Linked DNA regions of Sus scrofa: region 2 is linked to region 1. The links are chromatin contacts, called in public HiChIP or PLAC-seq maps. All regions are on one chromosome and are shown on one strand. Each heading gives the region's core, a stretch centred on a gene start, on an enhancer-like site or on the middle of the called end of the contact. The rest is flanking DNA. Distances are from core to core; before and after follow the strand shown.

Region 1 (4,840 bases), core at 1,198-3,697:
GCCCACTGGCAGTGCCAGGGCAGGTCCAAAGGGGCCTGGATGCTGAGAGACGCCACCTCAGGCTCCATGAGGGACCCAGCGGGAGATGAGGGCAGCCGCGTGAGGGTGAGAAGGCCTCGGTAATAAGAGACCAGACGAGCCTGATGCAGGTGATGGATGAGGGCAGCCCCCCCCCCTGCCCGCCCCAAGGGTCGGTGCTCATGCGCACTGGGTCCGGCAGTCGGGGCAGGGATACTCGCCGATCAGGACCGGGTTTCTGAGTCAGGGTCCTGAGGCTGTGTGCCTCCCACACCGACCCCTCCCCTGGACCCCAGCACAGCACCTGGCAGGAAGTGGGCTCATTGACCAAGAAAAGCAACCGGCAGCCTAAGGACAACTGAGGCTTCCTGGAGACCAACAGGTGAGGAAGGAGCTTCCAGAACCTGGGCAAGTTGCACAAGAGCTTAGTCTGCCGCTGCTACAAGCTCGTGAAAGGAAGAAGGGGGACTCCAGACGGCCTGGGCCCAAAAATGCTTGACAAGCAAAGACCACATATCCCCTCCTTTCCTAAAGTGACACAGAGTCAGCACAACTTCCATGACAAGCTGAGACCTACAGGTCCCCCCAAGGCCATACATCAAGAAACTGCGCCTGGCCACCTCTTCTCTGCAAGTCCTACAAGTAAGAAGCCCAGGCAGAAGGGGGAGGAGACCAGGCTCCTACCTGGGGCTGAAGGGGCGCTCAGGCTTCAGGGAGCTTAAGAAAGTAACACTCCCAACCCACACAGGTGAAACAAGTTGCAGAACACAGAACTATTACTGTGTATCCCACACACTTTTAAGTAGTATCATCTTAAGGTTCTACAAACATACTTCACATGAGAAGAAACAGACCTATGAGAGAAAAAGTTACTTTAAGAAATTAACAGCCACACCTAGACACTGTGGGATTTGTAAGCCTCATGTTTCCCAATCCTAACACACCCTGGCAAATTCTTAAGTGCCCTTTAAATCAGCATGTGACCATGCAAGGAAAGTGAAGTTTCTGACCTAAGTCCTGAAATACTGACATAAAACCTAGATACAAATACCTTGTCTCCAGGTGCTCAAAAAAGCACAGGAAGGCAACGGGGCTGGGTAGGTAGCACTCCCACCTGAGCGGCTTCAACTCACCAACTTTATGGATGCGTGACTGCAGTAACCCTAAGTGGAACGTCAACCCCCCTCTAGACTGACGTGGAAACACTGAAATAGAGATGACACTTTCCGGATAGGTATGTGCTGCAAATGTTTTCTTTCTTCACATGCTATTAGTTTATTCTTTAAAAACAGATGCACATGATGCTATTTGTCCATTTCAGCACAAAATTAAAGCATAACATGTAAGCTTTAAATCATTTAAATTCGCTGTTGCTGAACTGTAGCGCTACCAAAAACCTAGTCATCTTTTAAATGGATTTTCTCAGAGAAAACAAGAAAAGTTCCCATTTAACAAACATTCACTTTCAATTCGATTCAGGTTGGCGGCAATCCCAAAATGCTCTGGAACTTAACACAAAACGCCACACCTATCTGCAGGCCACTTTGACAAGAGGTCCCTAACCTGTCCGGGGGGGGGGGGGCGCGAGAGGGAAAGTATCCGACGTCCGCTCCAGTTTCGCCGGCGAGAAAAGGAAAACAGCTGCACAAGTCGGATTCAGCGGCCTCTTTCTAGCAGCACCGGTCATTCTAGCATCCGGACACAGCACTCGTTTTTGAAACGAGTTTTAAGTTGAAATAAACAAAAATCAACGTAAAACCTCAGGGCAGAGTTGCACCTGGGCCTCCAGCATCCACCTCGAAATAACCCGGGAGCCGGGACGGGACGTCGGTGCACCCGCGGCGCGGCGCGGCCCGGGGACCGACCCCGCGGCGGGATGGCGCGCCGGGCCTGGCCCGGGTGCCCACGCGGGGCTCCGGCCCCCGCCCCCTCCCCGGTCCCCGCGCCGCGCCGCGCGCACTCACCCCTGGATGCCCGGGCTGTACGCGCGGCTCTTCCACGGCGTGCCGGGCCGCGGGGCCTGGGGCCCGGGGCCGCCCCCTCCGCTCAGCGCGGCCGCGCGGCTGCCAGACAGCAGGTAGTTGAGGCCGTACGTGCTGGCCTTGTTCTCGCGTTTCCGGCGGCCCGGGTGGAACTGGTGCTGCGGCGGGGAGCCGGCCGGCGCGGGGCCGCGCGGCCCGGGGTGCCCGTTGGCCGCGCCGGGGGCGCTCGGAGGGCCGTCCGCGAAGTGGAAGAAGGCGCCGCCGCGGCCGCCGCCCGCCCGGCCGAGCGAGGCGCTGCTCGAGGACGACGAGGAGCAGCCGGGGCTCTCGGTGCCCGACTCGGCGTTGGACGAGGAAGACGACGACGACGACAGCGACGGCGACTTGTGCAGGCGCCGGGCGCCCTCGGCCGCGGGCCCGAGCGCCGTCAGCAGCGCGGGGGGCAGCGCGGCGGGGCCCGGCGCGGGCGGCGGGGGCGACGCGGCGGGCAGCGCCGGCCCCGCCAGGCCGCCGCCGCCGCCGCCGCCGCCGCCCAGCCCGGCTGCCCCCGCCGCGGCCGCCGTGTCCAGCGCGGGCGAGTTGAGGCAGAAGTAGGACGCGAAGCCCGAGCCGCCGCGGCCCACGCCCTGCGAGGTCTCCCAGATCTGCATCCACAGGGCATTGGCCGGCCCCTTCTGCTCGGGCTGGATCCAGGCCACGCGCGGATCCATCCACGCGCCGCCTCGCGGGCCCGCGCGCCCGCCCGCCCCGCCGCGGCCCCGCCCCCGCCGCGCCCTGAGCCCCGGCCGCGCCGCGCCGCGCACGGACGGACGGACGGGCCGCGGACGGACGGGCGGGCGGGCCTGCGCCGCGGCTCGGGCCGGCAGGCGGCGGCGGCGGCGGCGGCGGCTCCCGTCGGGGTCCGGTCGCGGCGGCCTGGCGGGGCCCGGGCAGGCCGCGGCGGGCTGCTCGGGCCTGTCGCGCTCCCTTCACGCGGCTCGGGGCGGGCGCGGGGGCCGCGGCGGCGGCGGCGTTCCACACGGGCCGGCGGGAGAGGCCATCGGAGGGGGCGGGCGGCCCGGCCGAGGGGGCGGGCCCAGGCGCAGCGCGGCCCGGGACCCGCGAGAGGGCCGCCGCCGTGCGCCGGGCCCTCGGTCACGCTCGCTCCGCACCCCTGCAGCGGCGGCGGCGGCGGCGGCGGCGAAAAGACACTCTCGGCGGCGACTGGGCGCGGGGGAAGGAGGGGGCGCCGCCACCTCCGCTCCAATGAGGGGCGGGGAGGCAGCGGGGCGGGGGCGGGCGGGGAGGAAGCGCGGCCTCCCTCGCCGGGGCCGGGCCGCCACTGCGCACGCGCGGCCGATTTCAAATCCTCACTAGACACCGCCGCCTAGGTTACCGCGCCTGCGTGCTGGGTGCTGCTCCGCGAGGGCGGGGGGCACCGCGTCGGAAGGATACGCGACTGGGAGGGGCCGGACGGGGGCAGCGACGGCGGCCCGGGCCTTTCTAGACCAGACTGGGCTGCGGCGGGGCAGGGAGAAACCCCGGGGCGCTCCGCCGGCCCCACCTCCCGTCGCCGCGCACGGGCCGAGGCGTGGAGACATGCGCGCTGGGGCCGGGGCCCCGGGCCGCGCTGCGCGTGCGCAGGGCCCGGCGCCGCCGGTGGAAGTTTCCGTGCCGCCGGGCGGGTGCCGCGCCCTCCGCCAGCGAGCCGGCCGGTCCCCCCCGTAGGCGGCTGGAGCGGTACCGTCGCCGCTCCAAGGAAAGAACACAAACGCCCCAAGACCCCTGCTGCCCATCGGAGTCCTCTGTGCAGCCGGTCACGCTGCGGTCACTCGTGCCCGCCCCTGCCCACGTGCTCGCCGGCGTCCTCCCGAAGGAGTAGGTCCCACACCCTGCGGCCTGGGCAGTGCCGGTCCCTGATACCGCTGCCCCGAGCGGAATCCGGGAATGGTCAGGCAGAACCTTTCTCTGCCGGCTTCTTGTTCCCCTTTAAACATGATTTTCTATGCAGAAGATGAAGTTCGAACTGTCCCCTTGGCTCACTGTGCGAGCTTGGCAGTGCTGCCCATCTGAGAAACAGCCCGAGCACTTGGGTGTCGGTCCCAGTGGCCTTGATTATTCAAGCTGGCACAGGGTCCGCAGGATTCATTAGAGAATTGTCCAGCTGTCTGCTTTTTGGGTTCCCAGGGTCCAGCGGGTGCCCTGAGCCAGGTTTGCCAATAGTATTGTTTGGAATGCCACGCTAACTGTACATTCTGTGGAGTCCAGGGCAAATCTGCTTGTGCCACTGGGAGGGAGCCTAGACTGCGTGCCCGCAGCCTGGGCCCCACCCGTCCTGGTCCGAGCCGGAGCCTGAGCCGGGGAATGCATTCCCGAGCCAGGCGGCCGCGAGGAACCCAGCCAGGGCCCTGAAGCTGTTTGCCTTTCTCCCACAGCGCCTGGGCGCCATTCCTTCGGAGCGAGGCTGGGTTTTTTTAAACTAAAGTTTTATTGTATAGTTGATTTACGATGTTGTGATAATTTCTGCTGTACAAAGAAGTGATTCAGCTGTGTATATACACACACGTTCTTTTGCAGGTTATTTTCCCATATAGATTATCGCAGAATATTGGGTAGAGTTCTCTATACAGCAGGTCCGGGTGGCCAGTCATTCCATATAGGTCGGTGTGCATATGCAAAGTGTGTTTTCGTCTCTTCCTCGCCTGTATCAGAGCTGAGTAGACATTTGCTACGTGCTGGACACCTCAAACATCAGACCAAAATGAAACATCCATGTATTGCATGCTATGGTTTTTTGCCGAATGGTGTTACTTGATGAAAGTGAATTATTTCAGTTCAGACTCTTTTTTTTTTTTTTTTTT
Region 2 (4,840 bases), core at 1,370-3,869, 260 kb after region 1:
ATCTTACAAATTCCCCTTTACCTGGGATGGCCATGGAACGTATTGACCAAGTTGGGACACCTTGACAGTGAATGAAGGAAGTGCTATTAGCAGTAATACAGATGAGGAGCTTCCATTTGTGGCTCACTGGAAACAAAACTAACTAGCATCCATGAGGACACAGGTTCGATCTTTGGCCTCGCTCAGTGGGTTAAGGATCTTGCATTGCCATTAGCTATGGTGTAGGTTGTAGATGCAGCTTGGATCCCGCATTGCTGTGGCTGTGGCTGTGGCTGGCAGCCATAGCTCTGATTTGACCCCTAGCCTGGGAACCTCCATATGCCATGGGTGCAGCCCTAAAAAGCAAAAAAAAAAAAAAAAAAAAAAAAACCCAAAAACCAAAACTAATACACAGATGACAGCCATCAGCTGGGGTTTGCCCATACAAATTAATTCAGATGTAGGTATACCTGTGAACTATTGCAAAGAGTGTGTTTTAATTTCCGGGTGTGTGCGGGTGTGTGCAAGGCAAATAACTTCACTGATTTCTCTTGTCATTACACCACCGAGGTCAGAAAATCCTGCCTTAACGACACAATTTGAAATTTGTTGACACTTCCTTTGAGGTCTAATGGGTCAAATTTTGGTAAATATTTCATACATGCTTGAAATTGCACAATCTCTGCTCAGGGTTCACTGTTTCTCACAGGCCACATACATTAGCTATATTATTCAAATCTTCCATCTTCTCCATATATTTCTTGGCCCACTCGATTCGTCCTTTTCTGGTCCAAATCCCTGTTCTAATTATCACAATTTCCTCATAATTTGTCAATTTTTGTGCTGGGTATCTTAAAACTATGTTATTAGTTGCTTATAGGTTAATATTGGCATGGCATCTGTGTGGACTCTTTCCCTTATCATTAAAGTCTTTGGGAGTTCCATGAAGCAGGGGAGGTTATTTTATTTTATTTTATTTTTTTAAGGCTGCACCTGCCGCATATGGAAATTCTTGGGCCAGGAGTAGAATCAGAGCTGCAGCTTCTGGTCTACACCACAGTCACAGCCACACTGGATCCAGCTGAATCTGTGATCTACGCCACAGCTTGCAGCAATGTTGGATCCTGCATTGAACCCAAATCCTTACAGAGGCAATGATGGGTTCTTAACCCACAGAGCCACAAGGGGAATGCCATATTTTCTGTAGAGAAAGCCCACAGGGCACTGTTTTATTAGAGTTGGCACGAGGGACTGAGGCCTAAGCTAGGAAGGAGGCTGGATTAGGAAAGGGGAGCTAAGCAGGCGATGCTTACAAGGAAGAGGGGGAGAAGGTAGGTGCTATCTAAGCACCAGAAGGAAGAAGGCAAGCCAGTGCTGACTTCAGGAGCCCAACTGAGGGACAAGGAGACTGTCTTTACTGGGGCCTTCATGCAAACTTCAGGTAGGTGGGCATTTGCAAAGACACTGCATTGTATGGAGCAGGGAGGGACTGACCCTTCGGTGGGAGGTGGCAGCAGTTAGTACTGGAAGCCTCCATTGTGGCACTGGGCTTAACATCACTGTGTGTGGCCTGGGCTGCTAATTCATTCTTTTAGGGATGGTAAGTCTACTGGAAAAGGGATGGGTCTGAGGCCCAGCTTGAGCTGCCTCTCAGGGTTAGGGCAAAGGCTGGGTGGCTCCAACAGGGACTGGCTGAGAGAGGGGCCAGCCCCTGGAGGAGCAGGTGGGGGTCTGCTGGAACCTGTATAGCAGCTTGCTGTTGTGGAATAAGAAGCTGATCAAGGAGCTCCCATTATGTCTCAGGGGGTAAGAACCTGATGTTGTCCCTGTGAGGATGTGGGTTCGGTCCCCAGCCTCCGTCAGTGTGTTAAGGATCCAGCATTACTGTGGATATTATTACAGCATAGATCACAGATGCAGCTCGGATATGGTGTGGCTATGGCTGTGGCATAGACCTGCAGCTAGAGCTCCAACTCAACCCCTAGCCATATGCCAAGGGTGGGGCTCTAAAAAGAAAAGCAGCAGCAGCAGCAGCCAAATCCTTTCCTGCTTTCCCGCAGGCAGTTGTACCTGTGCATAGGAACCACAGGAAGGGATGAATTCTGAAATCTTAAAGATGGCTCGTGCCAGGGGGGCAGGATTTCAGGTATCTTCTCCCCCTCGTTATAATTTTCTTTATTATTTTACTTATTTACAATGAGTACCTGTTATTTAAATATTCAGTAAAAATAGTCATTTTCATGAAGGAGTCAAGCTACTCTTTCCAAGTGCTGCCCACTGGGTTTGTTGAGATTTATCTACTTTAATCTCAAGAAACAGGTCTCAATCTTAGCCCAACTTTACGGACGAGAACAGAGGCTCACAGGGTAGGGAACCCGCCCTGGGCCAGTGAAGGCAGAACAAGGTCTCATAGGTCCTCAAGGCTGGCTCTTTGCGGCCGCACGCGGATACCGAGAACCAAAACCCGCGGTTTGCAGCTCACCCGGCCGCTTAGGGCTGTTGGGGCGGGGCCAAGAGGACTCCGCCCGCTCTGCACTCAAGCCCCGCCCCCGACGCAGGCCTCTCTCTAGGCTCCAGGCTCCGGGCCCCCGAGGCCCCGCCCCATCCCGCCCCGCCAACCAGGCCCCGCCCACTGCCCCAAGAGGAAACGGAAGTGGTGGAGACCCCGGGCGGAAGCAGGAAGCGGCGGAGCCGGACCACGCCCGCGGCGGTTCGGGCCTCGAAGCCATGGCGGAGAAGTTTGACCACCTGGAGGAGCACCTGGAGAAGTTCGTGGAGAACATCCGGCAGCTTGGCATCATCGTCAGCGACTTCCAGCCCAGTAGCCAGGCCGGGCTCAACCAAAAGCTGTGAGTGGCCACCGAGTCCGCCGGCGTGTCCTTGGGTCCCGCGGGGCAGTGTCTGCCTTGGAGCCGGGATGGGGAGCCGGGATCCGGCCGAGAGCCGCTGCCTCTCCCCGCCCTGCTCCGGCCAGGCTCTCCCGGCCCTCCGGGTCCAGGCTGTGCGGTGCGGGGGCGGGGCGGGGGCGGGGGCGGGGGCGGGGCGGTGCTAGCCTCTACCGCCTGTTGCCGGCCCTCCTCCTCCACTCTTTGCCTTGCTGGGACCTTTTTTCGAGGCCCCATTTGGAGCCGTTATCGAGGCCGGATAATGCAGTTTTCGTTTCTGGGGCCGTCAGAGGGAGGCATGCTTCATGATCTAAGGCTTTTCCCCTGGCACCTTCCGGGGCGTGCAGTCTCTGTGCCCCAAGGGGAGACGGGCTTCACCCACAGCGCGGTAAAATGGGCCCGGGAAGGTCTGGGCTCGGAAGCCACTTGCTGTCTAGGCCTGGATGCGGAGGAATCGGCGGGTGGTGGTGGTGGTGGTGATAATGATGAGAAAGGCCACGGAACGTTTATTAATTAATTTTGGCGTCAGCCTTGTGCTGGCCATCGTGCTAGGCCCTGGGGTAGACAAAAGGCAGATACGGATAGAGTGCTCTGGAGAGGGGCCCACAGCTTTGTAGAGGGTACGGGCATGTAGACATATTTGCACCCCTGCTTACACAGCCAGTACTGTGGGACCAGCCAGCTAATCTAGGAAGCTTCCGAGGGCCACTGAAATTAAGCCCCGCAGCCATGGTTTTCTTCCCCCACAGACTTTGAGGATGGATTCTTGAGCCAGAGTTCACTGCCTTGGTTATTGTCTGAAACCGCACACAAAATCACGTCCACCATGGGCGTTCCCCTTGTGGCTCAGTGGGTTAAGAACCTGACTAGTTTCTATGAGGATGTGGGTTTGATCCCTGGCTTTGCTCAGTGGGTTAAGGATCCTGGCGTTGCCCCAGTAGGTCACAGACCTGGCTGGCAGCTGGTGTTGCTGTGGTTCCTATCATACCCCCTAGTGTGGGAACTTCCCTGTGAGGCAGGTGCGGCCCTAAAGAGAAGAAAAAAAAGGAAAAAAATCAGCTACAACTCAGGGTGATTGTATTTGAGAGAGGGGTCATGTTTTTCATCAGATTCTCAAAAGTTTTCTGCCCTTACTCATATTGGTTCTTGCCCCCCAATATTGGAAATTCCTCATTTAAAAAGAAAATCAAGAGATATTTGAGCATCTTTATAACTCCGAAGCTTTCCTAGGAATTGTGTTGCTAACAAAGATCCGAGAGCCACGAGTGACCTGTGCGCGGGTGAGGAGCGGGCCTGGACACCTGGTCGGCCACGTGTGGTGGGTGTTGCAGTGCTGTCCTCCGAATTAACCTGATGTCCCGTTTTTGCTTTTTCCCCAGGAATTTTATTGTCACTGGCTTACAGGACATTGATAAGTGCAGGCAGCAGCTTCACGATATTACTGTGCCTTTAGAAGTATTTGAGTAAGTACTGTGTCTGATGTGTTCAGTTTTGCTACAATGATTTCTTCACCCACGGTACTTAAGTGTTTGCTGCCTGGCAGGCACAGTCTGGGTGCTGGGATGTGCCAGGGGGAGAAAACAGACAAAAATATCTGTCCTGGAGTTCCCGCTGTGGCTCAGCAGTAATGAACCCGACTGGTATCCATGAGGACGTGGGTTCGATCCCTGGCCTCATTCAGTGAGTTAAGGATCTGGTGTTGCTGTGGCTGTGGGAAAGGCTGGCAGCTATAGCTCTGATTTGTCCCCTAGCCTGGGAACTTCCAGGGTGGGTGGTGCGGCCTTGAAAGGTCAAAAATTAAATAAATAAATTAATTAAAAGAAACATCTGCCCTTATGGAGCTTATGTTCTAATGGGATTCAACAATTAAAAATTCTCCACGGTATTGTATTTCCACGTGAATGAGCATTTCTTAAATACGTGAGAAACATCACAGGCTTTCCCAGTCCTGAGTGGGCTGTCGAGCTAGTCGGCGT

What was found. HiChIP or PLAC-seq counts read pairs in DNA pulled down with a chosen protein or histone mark.
Region 2: a contact with region 1 is called in an H3K27ac HiChIP or PLAC-seq map of alveolar macrophages. The contact joins the promoter of MED10 here to the promoter of PAPD7 in region 1. A contact is called at or near these places in 1 of 47 Hi-C or Micro-C datasets (fibroblasts) and 1 of 2 datasets of contacts at active chromatin or transcription factors (alveolar macrophages).

What each region holds. Positions count from the first base shown.
Region 1 is chr16:75,257,358-75,262,197 of Sscrofa11.1, forward strand. PAPD7 (non-canonical poly(A) RNA polymerase PAPD7) reads right to left here and starts at 2,448. Exons shown (of 13, transcript XM_021076643.1): 1 at 1,983-2,448.
Region 2 is chr16:75,514,373-75,519,212 of Sscrofa11.1, forward strand. It overlaps MED10 (mediator of RNA polymerase II transcription subunit 10), which reads left to right and starts at 2,620. Exons shown (of 5, transcript XM_013982820.2): 1 at 2,620-2,828; 2 at 4,244-4,327. The coding sequence starts at 2,707.